Linked DNA regions of Sus scrofa: all the other regions are linked to region 1. A link is a contact called in public Hi-C and HiChIP or PLAC-seq data. All regions are on one chromosome and are shown on one strand. The core of a region is the stretch at or near the end of the contact, and the rest is flanking DNA. Distances in the headings are between cores, read along the strand shown.

What was found. A called contact is a pair of places that touch in the nucleus more often than the background predicts. HiChIP or PLAC-seq counts read pairs in DNA pulled down with a chosen protein or histone mark.
Region 2: a Hi-C map of skeletal muscle shows a contact between it and region 1, with 4 times the contacts expected there. The contact joins two enhancer-like sites. A contact is called at or near these places in 4 of 47 Hi-C or Micro-C datasets (embryonic fibroblasts, fetal liver, retroperitoneal adipose tissue and 1 more) and 2 of 2 datasets of contacts at active chromatin or transcription factors (alveolar macrophages and skeletal muscle).
Region 3: an H3K27ac HiChIP or PLAC-seq map of skeletal muscle shows a contact between it and region 1. The contact joins the promoter of NFATC1 here to the enhancer-like site in region 1. A contact is called at or near these places in 2 of 5 promoter capture datasets (fetal skeletal muscle and liver), 13 of 47 Hi-C or Micro-C datasets (embryonic fibroblasts, fetal liver, fetal skeletal muscle and 4 more) and 2 of 2 datasets of contacts at active chromatin or transcription factors (alveolar macrophages and skeletal muscle).

Annotation. Positions count from the first base shown.
Region 1 is chr1:145,931,922-145,935,523 of Sscrofa11.1, reverse strand. No RefSeq gene overlaps it. Among named protein-coding and RNA genes, the nearest start is that of NFATC1, 69 kb to the left of the region's middle. Within about 2 kb of position 1,948, at least 20 of the 83 cell types and tissues checked have an H3K27ac peak or open chromatin away from gene starts, as enhancers often do. A contact at or near this core is called in embryonic fibroblasts, fetal liver, fetal skeletal muscle and 2 more, where this site is marked.
Region 2 is chr1:146,019,648-146,023,249 of Sscrofa11.1, reverse strand. It overlaps ATP9B (probable phospholipid-transporting ATPase IIB), which reads left to right. Exons shown (of 30, transcript XM_013985712.2): 30 at 1-275. Among named protein-coding and RNA genes, the nearest start is that of NFATC1, 19 kb to the right of the region's middle. Within about 2 kb of position 1,954, at least 11 of the 83 cell types and tissues checked have an H3K27ac peak or open chromatin away from gene starts, as enhancers often do. A contact at or near this core is called in skeletal muscle, where this site is marked.
Region 3 is chr1:146,001,056-146,004,657 of Sscrofa11.1, reverse strand. It overlaps NFATC1 (nuclear factor of activated T-cells, cytoplasmic, calcineurin-dependent 1), which reads left to right and starts at 1,761. Exons shown (of 10, transcript NM_214161.1): 1 at 1,761-1,956. The coding sequence starts at 1,860.

The DNA of each region.
Region 1 (3,602 bases), core at 699-3,198:
TCATTTGCACCCAGGGAAAAGCAAGAAGCTGGGGTGGGCTGGACTAGGGACCCTGGACCAAGGGTGCAGGGGTGGGGAGCGGGCTAGATGGGAAGCAGGCCCCTTACCACACACTGCTGAGGGGTCTCTAGGCTTTGCCCGTGAGCAAAGGAGCGCCCTGCCCAGCACTGCGATTCTCACTCCGCTGCTTCTCACTCTGGTGAGCAGTGAGAAGTTGGTAGTGTCCCTCCATGCTTCACCTGCAACCAGCACTAGCTGGTCCCTGGAGCCTGGGCTGTGGTTAAGTCTGGCCCTTATTTTCTGTGTCGGGTCTTCTCTACTTGCTTCCAGGGAACAGCCCTTCGAAGCTGCTACTGGGGGCCTCAGGCGTGTCTGCGATGCTAACAGTGCTAAATGGTGCTGGCCTGGAGGAGTTGGGGGCGGGGGTGTGTGTGCAGTTAGAACAGGCTTTTCGTTTGGGTTTTTGTTTCCAGGCACATAGGATGAAACAGGCAGTGGCAGGATGTTGTCCAGTGCCCAAGAGCCTGGGCCACAGAGAGCTGCCGTGGTGGCCGGTGCTCTAAACGGTCCTCTGTTCAGGGTGTCAGTGACCATGCCTCCAAGCTCCAGGGAACAATCCAGGTGCCCCAGGACTTGCCTCAACATGAGTCCCACCTCCTTCAGAGGATTTCTTTGTTCCTCAGCTGTTTCTACTCTCAGGTGTTTTTCAAAGATATTTAGCCCATAAATAAATTTCAATTATCACTTATTTAATAATACATTATACTTTATTATAATTATAAATTAAAATTATAATTATAAGTTATTCTTTGGTTCAACAGTATTCATAAAGCTTAAGACATCTTGATCGTGGCAGTGCCACGGAGTACCTTTCTTTTAAACTTAGCTTTATGGGCCTCACTTATTTCAAGTTTAGATTCAACGTGTCATAAAAGCTATGCCGTGAGCCAGTTCCCCGCGTGCTTTCTGACCTGCCCTGCACACTAGCAGGGCAGCACCCCTCCTGGTGACGAGCTGTCCTTGACTTCCATATAAATGTGGGCAGTGCACGCATATGCACACAGTGGCTTGTGGCCATGGGACACGCTCCGGCTTATATATGTTTGCTGAGAGCACACTGTAAATGCCTCTGAAGCTCTCAGAGTTTATTCCAGGATTTATGTAAAGGGGGCTCTGTTTGGCTGAAACGGAGACCTTCCCTTTGAGCTTTGCAACCAAAGGAATCACTCCCGAGATGTCTGCCCCTGCCCCTGTCCCTCCACTCTGGCCCCCTCGCCCCTGCCCGCGGCCCCTGCCACAATCAGCCCTTTCAGTGCCCCCCCCCCCGCCCCCTAAGCTCTCAGGTTTCCAGAAGTCTAGATGTCATTAAAACAACAAGCAGGTGGGCCTAGGCAGCCAGGATCGTGTCTGCTGAGTCTGGCAGTGAGTCCCCCACAGTCTCCCTTCCTTTCCTGAGCCGGGGCTGCTCTGGGCGAGAACAGGAGCTTTCCTCATGGAAAGTTTTACTAACCTGGCCCCAGGCCCAGGGCTGAGGCCTCCCCCGTTCCTAGTGGTGATGGAAAGAGTCAGAGCGCCCGAGTGCGCTGGGCTTAGTGCTGGGGACGCGGCTGCTGCACAGCCGAGGGGAGGGGGCATGTAGCCATGCACACAACTCCTGAGGGCCGTCCCGCGTGCGCCTCCCAAGACGCCAGCGTCTGTCTGCCCAGACACGGAGCCCAGTGTCCAGGGATGTTGTGCCTCCAAGTGGCTCAAACCAATATGCAGACTTTGGCTCGAGTATCTTAGTCCTGGTCTAGATGAACCCATGTGTCAGCCAGTAACGGGCAGGATCTGGTGACCAGCCTTAGGCTGCCGGGGGAGCAACAGGCACTGCCTTTCTGCTATCCTGGAGGGTGTGTGCTTTCGTTAGGACCCGCCCCTGTGTGAAGGAAGAGGTGGACCAGCAGCGGCACTGAGATGTCCGCTGAGTAAGGGCCTCTATAAATAGGGTGCTGCACTTGGCCCCCCGGGACGCAGCTCTCTGGGCCGTGACGTCTGAGCACCATCCTCCTGCAGCTCATGTGACACTGCAGCTTAGGTGTCTGGGCCCTGGGCACCTCCCAGTTGCCGCATGTAGACATGACTATGAGCATCAGGTGCTCTGAACTTCTCATCAGGGTTTCTGCAGTCCAGTTATTTTCTCTGCACTTGGGAATTTGGTGGTTTGCTTTCAGCTAATATTAACCTTCTCCCTTAATCCCAGTCTTAGCTCATTTCCTTCTTTAAATGGAGTTTTCTGATATTGATTTGAGGGAGAGAACAGGTGGCGTCGGGGAAAACAGAGGGAAGAGCTGGAACAGGTCCCGCCACTAACGTCTACTTAGTGCCGAGCAGGCGGTGGCCGAGGACCAAGGAGGGAACTGGTTGTTCAGATGTGGGTGCGTGCTGCAGCACGAGCTTTTGGGGTGCTTGCACCCTCATGTTGCGGGTGAGTCTGTGGATAGTCAGGTGGCACTGTGTGCGCATGTCAGGCCTGTGCGAACACCCTCCGTGTCCTCCTGCGGGGGGTATGTGCCTTCCCGGAGGCACATTACTCAGCCCCGTCGCTGTTTCAGACCAAACTGTACAGCATTGGCCTAGTCTCTGTATTTTCTTTCTCTGATGCTGTGCATTCAAAGTGCCTCTTCACTTAAGAACAAGGGCACTTGACAGATCCTTTCAGATCTATGAGCCAGCAAATTGCACACTGCTATGCTCTGTCCCCAGAACAGGAAGCCAGAAAGAAGGGTTTTCAGAAGCCTAAGAGTCACATTCAAAAGCCCAGAGCTGACAGACCATCGACTGGGCATCTCTTAGGGGAGAGTGGTGGCCAGGGCAGTGCAGGGCTCTGTCTACATGTGTTGGATGACTGTGTTTCCCAAAAGGGCCAGGACCCTGTAACTCAAGCCAGGCCCCACCTGGCGTGCAAGGGGACAGCCAGTGCTGTGGCTCTTCTAAGCGCTCTTCCTGCACAAAAGTATCTTCTTTGTGTGGACGCCCAAGGAAAAGAGAGTGACCGGCTCATGGTTGTCCGTCAAGTCCAGCAGAGGAGAGCATGGATGATTGGTATTGGAGTCATGTCTTCCCATCAGAGCTGAAAAAGTGGTCCCTTTTTGACGTGACACATCATTACCAACAAACGGAAAACCCAAACAGCAATCATAGTCTGCTGTATGGCCGGAGTGACTTTTACATACAGTCTCTGCATATTCAGCATTACAGCAATCCTGTGGGTGGGCAAAACTGCCAATGTGACCCCACCTTACAAAGAAGGAGGCTGAAGCTTAGAGAGGAATGTTGTTCTATTTGCGCAGACTCACGGCTGGTGAGTGACAGAATCACAGACACCAGCTCTGCCAGCTCTGATTTCAACACAGTCTTTTTGTTCTACCAAGGCTTAGCTGGATTGTTGAACTTTTCTACGCACTAGAAGTGCAGAGAGCAAAGATTCTTGTGCAGAAGTCTAGTGTGAGCAAGTGTGAGTTGCAAGCGAGAGAAGGGTGGTGTGTTTTTTCTTCATCAGAGAATCTCTGGTTATTAACCGAGGCCCTTTTTTTTTTTTTTTTTTTTTTTTTTTTTTGGCT
Region 2 (3,602 bases), core at 705-3,204, 88 kb before region 1:
TATCCATGCAGGGGCCAGATGTCCTTCCTTTCTTTTTTTATTGTTTTTCAGAATTTAATTTCTACATCGCAGCAGCTTGAGTTTCTATTGAGAATGAGCCCTCGTCGTCTCACTGCTGCTGTAAAGCGTTCATCTTACTCTGGCACACTCAGCACTCGGAGAAATGAAAGTTTACTTAATACGCTGCTGTTTCCTAACATTCAAATTCTTTCTTTGATGTCATGATAGAGAAAGTCATTCCTTCTTAACTCAAATAAAGTCTAGATGCTGTCACAGCCAGGGTCTGTGCTGCCACCCTCATGCCTCCCAAGGGTGCTTACACGCTCCTCAGGCCCACAGAAGCCACGTGGCACAGAGAGATGAGTATGCACTGTAGCCACATGCTGCTCAGGCCCCACTGTTGGCCAAGCCTGTTTCTGAGCCTGCTTCTTTTACATCTGTAATGTCACCCTTAGACTCCCAGCCACTCCATGTCCATATGCCACTGCCTGGTACTCAGTCATCACCACGCGCCTCCCTGATGTTGGGTGGGAAGCCTGCCTTGTCTCCCGGCTGGGGCACAGGCTGCTGTGCTGTGGACAACCCGGGGCGGCTCTGGGGCTGACTCTCGGGGCACCTGCTCTCCCAGGGGATGGGGAGTCTCTGGGCACTTTGGGCTTCTCCACCCAAGGGCTGCTCCAGGCTGTGGGTCTGTGGTCCCACACCAGCTCCTCCCAGGCCCCCCCAAGCCGCAGATGGAGGTGGGCAGAGGATCTGCTCCTTGGCCCACCTGGACCTTTCCTGGTGGCCGTTCCTCCACCCCCCACAAGGTGTCGCTGTTGCAGCACCTCTCAGAGCCACTGGTTTGCATGGACCTGCATCCTAAGGGAGCAGCTACTGCTCAGCCCCAGAGGGGACTCTGGGAGAACTGATACGGTGGGGGAAGAGGTGGCGGGTGAGGAGGGCTCAGGCTGTGCCAGCCCCATTGCCCTGAGAAGTCCCTGGACATTTCACGCAGAGAGAGAAATTGTCCTCCGCAAGTGTGATAAAGGCAGAGAAACATGAGGTCAAGGTCAGTGGGAGGGTGTGTGTGGGTCTGTACATGTTCACAGGCAGTAGAGGACACTCAGCTGGGTGGTCAGGAGACATGACTGATGCAACGTGGATGGCAAGTGTGAGGAGCCTGGCCTAGAATCAGGTTCTCAGGTGGGTGGTGCCACCAACCCCAGGAACGCAGCCACATTCCGGGCGCTCAGCCTGGCTGGACCACAGTTCAGGGGTCGCTGTCTTGTGGGCCTCCCAGTTCATGACACGAGCCCCCTGGGTGACCTCAGTACCCAGGGCCCAGTGCTTGGACGTGTCCCCATCCTGGGACAGTGATGTCAGGTGTCATCTGACACCTAAGAAAACCCTAGACCAACAATGAAGGAGGGGGAGAGACTTGGCCTCTGTGAAGTTTTAAGTGACCTGGCCCGTGGCTACATCCCCACCCCATGCAGGTAAGATCTGGGGGGACATGGGGGGATAGGGTCACCAGTGCCCTCAGGCCAGGGTCAGGCTTTGTTCCCCTGAAGCGCCACCTCTCCAAGGCGACCACGCATGCCGTTCCTGGCGAGGGGGCCGCAGGGCAGGCCTGGAGTGTCCTCAGTCCAAGGTGGGAGGGGTCCTTCCCAGCTCTGCCTGGCCCCGTGGCCAGGTCCACCCCGCAAGGCCTGCAGCTGCCAAGCCCTCAGCTCCCTTAACACCTGTTCTGGACAGTCCTGTGTCCCCCTCACAGCCAAGCCTGGACTGCTGGGAGGCCGCCCACCAGTCTGGGCAGGTCCATACCCTGGTGGGACCTTCCTGCATGTTCTCTCCCAAAGCTCCTTATCTTGGAATCATTTTCCACTTGGAGCAGTTGGCGTCCACACAGGAGGGGCTGTGCTGGGTTCCCTGACTCTCCACTAAATCCTCATCTGTCCTAGTGTCCCTATGTTCTGGCCGTGGGGAGCTGGGCAAGGAGCATGTGGCCTGAGTTTTGGAGTGGGGCTGGGATGGGCCCAGGGCAAAACAGGCAGGTGACACCAATTGGTGACCCGAGGAAGGGGGTGCCATAGCTACTTTCCTGATGGCCCCAGGTCGCGGGTTTTTTGGGACCAAGCAGGCCCTGCTCCTCCAGCTCCTGCAGGCACCAATAAACAGGAAACGCCTTGGCCACTGGCAGCAGCTGTAATTGCAGGCGATTCCAGAAGGCGGTGCTGGAAGCTCAGAAATGCGGCGTGGCAGCAGCAGGTCCAGGCTGCTTCCTCTTTGCTGAGGAATCAGGGTGTCTGTCTCCTTGGGCTGGAACAGTGCAGAAAGTGTGGTTCCCCGAGGACCTGGACTTTGTCACCTGGAATAACCTGCCTGCACCCACGGACGTCTGGATATACGTGGCGCCTTCCCCTGTGAACAGCCATGTGGCTCCTAATCCCTTCAGGGAGACCTGCCAGCCGGCCCCACCTCCCCCGCCCATCCTGGGCCACAGCCCCCTTCCTGATGGAGGAAGGCTCCAGGTGAGTCTGGAAGGTTCTGTCCTTAAGTCTCAGACAGTGGCTGAGCGGAACCGGGGGGCCCAGAAGGACCGGATCTTGTATCCCTTTTCCTGAATCTAAAAACACTCAATAGCAGAATTTTCCAAATTTTATAGCTACATGATTTTAAAGACAGAGGAACCCGCCACCCCTATGCTGTTTTCCAACTCTGTTCCTGGAAATGGCTTCCAGGCCCACCCACCCTCACCTCTTGGCCTCAGCTGGAAAGGGGGATGCCAGCCAGGTCCCTGCAAGGTCCCTGAGGATGTGGGACCCTCGAGGCAGAGGCCCCCACACTTGCCCTGATGAAGCCTGAGTGGCACAGTCCTTGAAGACAAATGCTTTCAGCATTTTGAAGGTCTGTTCCCCTAAAGTCGACCTGGACAGGGGCCACAGGACTGCTCTGCTGGTGGCTATCAGGATCCTGGCTCCCAGGAGGCCACAGAAGCTGAGTCCTGCGTGTGGCAGGGCCCTTCAAGGACACTCGTGGATGTGGATGGTCACCACCTGTCCTCTCTGCCAGCAGCATCTGGGTTTGGTCCCAGGCCATTGAGGCTCCCACCAAGGGCCACTGGCCACCATGGGACATGTGGTGTCCACTTCCAGGGAGGCGGGCACCCCTGCAAGGAGGCCAGGACCTACATCGCCCCTTGTCCCCCTCCTCCAGCTGCCTGAGCTCTGCCATCTGTCCCCTGGTGCAGTGGCTGGTTGGGTCTGGAGGGAGAGCTGGGTTCGAGGCCAAAAGGCTCCGGGCTGAGGCCTGGGCAGGGCTTTGGAGCTCCAGGGGCCAGAGAGCAGACACAACTTCTGAGCAGAGGAAGAAAAGGCTAAACTCAAACCGGCCTGGGAGGCACGCACCCAGAAGCCAAAACACAGGGCCCCGTGAGAAGGATTCCTGGGTCATGGTGACATCCCCCACCACAGCGGAGCCTCTCCCCCACTCACCCCCACCCCCCAGCAGAGACCAAGGGGCTGTCCCAGGCAGGGTCCCAGGTTCCGGGTGGAGGCCTTTGGGCCCAGGATCCACGTGTCGAAAAGTTCCCCGCTGGGTTCTGGGGGAGTCAGGAATGA
Region 3 (3,602 bases), core at 512-3,011, 69 kb before region 1:
GGCCCTCCTCCTTTCCTGCTCCACTCCCCCTACTTGCATGATCCTCGGTTTCACACAGGGGCCTTGGCCATCATTCTCTTGCTATCCAGATACTGGTTTCCTGGGGTGCCAAGACCCTGGGGAAGTTAGAACAAACAGCTAGGAGAAAGAAGATGGATAGGGCTGGTGCTCAGCCGGGCCTGGCTTGTATACCTTCTTTGCTGCAGAGCTGCTCTCTGCCTTGGCCTTGGGTTTACCCCCCACCCGCTCTTCCTATTTTCGCTCAACTCGTGAAAGCTTTGGAGTCACTCACGGATGACTGGCAGGCCACCTGTGCGCACAGGCGTTTGTACGGTGTTTCAGGAAGTTGAAGGACTAAACAGAACGCGTTACAAAAAAGGAGGTTGCCAGTTAGGCACCAGACTGCAAGTAAAAGGCCGCGCGTACACGTGGCCAGGCGTGAGCGGCAGCACCGGTTCCATATGTAAAGGCGACAGCGTTGTGGGTTCTTAGGAGCCTCGCATTTTCCTGACCCTTTTGGGCATCTTTAACTGTGGGGGCTGGAAAACGGTGTTTTCTGTGTTCATTGCTCTTCTGCAGCTGGTTGGGGAATCCAGTGCTCCTTGGATAGCGAGCCCTGCTACCAGGGAATTCCTCTCCGGGCCCAGGCTGCCGGGCTCCGGCAGGACGTGCGCGCTGCAAACTAGGCAGCAGCCCAGTCGGGCCGATCCGCTCCTAGAAGGGGCCTGGCCGGCAGGAGGCCCCTTTAGGCACCTTCAGTAGGAGTGGGGCAGCGTCAGCAGCTCATTGGGACGCAGGTATTGATCTTTGCGCCTGTTTGCGGGTGAGGCAAGCGAGCCCGCCTCCCCCGGACCGGGGTCGGGGCAGCGCGCTTCACGAAGAGCTCCCAGCGGGGCGAGTCTGCCGGAGGCGGGGAGGGGGGTTGTCGACCGCCGGCTGTCTTGCCCCAGCTCCTGCCCACCCGGCTCGGGCCGCAGGGGCGCTCAGGCCCCGGGGCGGACGGAAGTGGCCAGACTCCGTGTGCCCCCCCCACGCCCCCGCCTCCGGCGCACGTCTATCCCCCCCACCCCAGCGCAGACTCAGGGGGCGGGGCGCACTCTAGGGTCTCGCTCGCAGTGGGGCTGTCGACCCCAAGAGCCGCCTGGGGGTCCCCGGGCGCGGGTGGGAAGGGCTTGCCCAGAGCCGGGACACTAGTGAGAGGCGTGCGCTCGGGCTGGCGGGGAGAGTTTATTTAAAACTCGGAAGCCGGCGACCGGCGAGCGGCTTGTTTATGTAAACCCGGAAACAGCGGGGGGAGGGGCGCGGCGGGGGAGGGCCGGGGGGAGGGGCGCGGGCGGGAGTCACGTTACCCGAGGACGCGCGGCCGAGCGCAGGGCGCAGCCGAGCCCGGGGCGGCGCGACCACAGGTGCCCGCGGCCGGGGACCCGACTCTGGACCCCGACCGGACCTCAACCCAGATCCTGACCCCGACCCCACGCCGGGGTCCTGGCCGGGGACCCCGACCCCATCCCGGACCCCAACCTGGGATCCTGGCCCGGGACCCCTGCCCGGAACTCTGACCCCAATACCGGATCTCTACCCCGACCCCCATACTAGACCCCAACCTGACCCAACCCGGGACCCCGACCACGCCCTGAGCCCAGACTCCGGAGCTCACCCGACTCCAGCCCAGAGCCCGACCCGGGACCCGGACCAGGTACCGGATCCCCGCCAAGACTTAAGACCCTGAATCCAACCCTGAACTTGACCTGGGACCCCTGCCCTAGGTTTCGGATCCCAACCCTCTACCCCGACCCTAGCCCCCTGACCTCGGACTCCGACCCCGACCCTGACCTCCTGACCCTCGACCCCGACCCACCATGACGGGGCTGGAGGAGGACCAGGAGTTCGACTTTGATTTCCTCTTCGAGTTTAACCAGAGCGACGAGGGCGCCGCCGCGGCCGGGGCCACCGCAGGTGGGTCCGCGCGAGGCGGGGGCGCAGGGACTGGGGGCGCGGGGGTCGGGCGGGTAGGTTCCGGGTGGGGAGGGGCCGGCCTGGAGGCGCGCCGGGCCCCTGCCCCTCTGCCCGGGGCGCACCCCCTCTCCCGTCCCCACACCTCCGCGGCACCCAGGTCCGCGGCCCCGGGGTCGGGGCAGCGCCCAAAGTCTCCCCACCGCCCTACCCTTCGCCGGATTAAAACAGGTCAGGTTGAGGGGCGAGTGGGAGTGGTGGGGGAGGCCCCCTTGGGGTCGGCCCCCCCAGCCATGTAGGAAGACTCAGGGCTGCACTAGAGCGGAGTCCTGACCACATTCCCGCAGGAGGGGCCTTCTCTTTAGGGTGGGGTGTTGCTCAAGCCAAAGGATAGAGTGTGTCTGGCCCATGAGGCCCCCAAGACTTCCCCCTCTTGCTCCCCGTGTCCTCAGGGCAAAGCCTCTCTCCATCAAGAGATGGTACAGTGGAGCTAGCCTCTGAGACCTTGGACCCCCAAGGGTGCCACACTGTTCTTTCTTTAATTTTCTCTTCTCTGTCAAAAAATAAAAGTTCCCCTAAACAAACAACAGATAAAGGACTCCTCCGGCCCCCCAGGGTGCAGGCTTTTGAAAAAGAAAGAACCATTGAGCAATCACCCCCACTTTCACCGGAAGACTCAGTCTGGGCCTGCGGCCACCGGCCACCCCGAGTGAGTGAAGGGGACCAGGAGCCCCCTCCTTGCAGCCTGGCTCTCCCCACACCTGTCTCTTCTGTCCCTTGTGGGCCTCCTTTCTGTTTCTGTCTTCAAGATCTTCTCTCTGTCCCTCCCCACGTGGCGGTGAAATGGTGAAGCTGAGCCCAGCACACTTGGCACCGGCAGGCGCCCGTTTCTGCAGTGACTGTATAATATTTTCCATATCATTCACCGCCCTTCTTTTAAAAGTGTAATGTCTTGCTTGTTTATAAAAAAATAAATGTTCCAACCAGGCTAAGGCTGCCTGAACCCGTGCCCCCCCAGTGTCTTCCTTTTCCTCTTCCTTGGCTGTGCGTCTCCAGGCCTTTGGGTCAGTGGGGACCATGGTGGCGAGGGTGGGAGAGAAAAGCAGTTGTCTGAACAGATCTGGGGCCGGAAGTGGAGGCCTTCTGCACTTGCTCGGGACTGGCTATCTGTGGCAGATCCCGGCTTCCGGACTTGTTTACACCAAAAGACTTTCTCCCTTGGTATCCAGCCCCCTTTTCAGTCCATTCAGCAAATGTCTTTGAGAGAGGCGCGAGGGGGACGTGTGACTGACTCCTGACCTCTTCGTTGTGTGGAATCAGCCCCCGTCCTGGATCCTCCAGGGCACTGCCACCCTGCAAGGCCAGCCAGCCTGGTTCTGTGCCTGGGACAGACCAGGCGGGGGGAAGGCCTCCCTGTGTCTCCTGGATATCTGCTCCCCGACCGCCAGTTGAGTGACTTTCTCAAGGTGCATTTTCAGCATCTTTGCCAACTCTATGCCCCCACCCAAGCTCCCAGGGATCACAGTGGCATTACCCCTGTGGGAAGGCCTCCGGGGCACCGGCACCTGGGCCCAGCAGTCACCAGGCTTGGGGAACGGGAAGCCTCGGAAGCTGGAGGGAGCTTGGGGAGAGGTGGGAAGCCCCTTGTT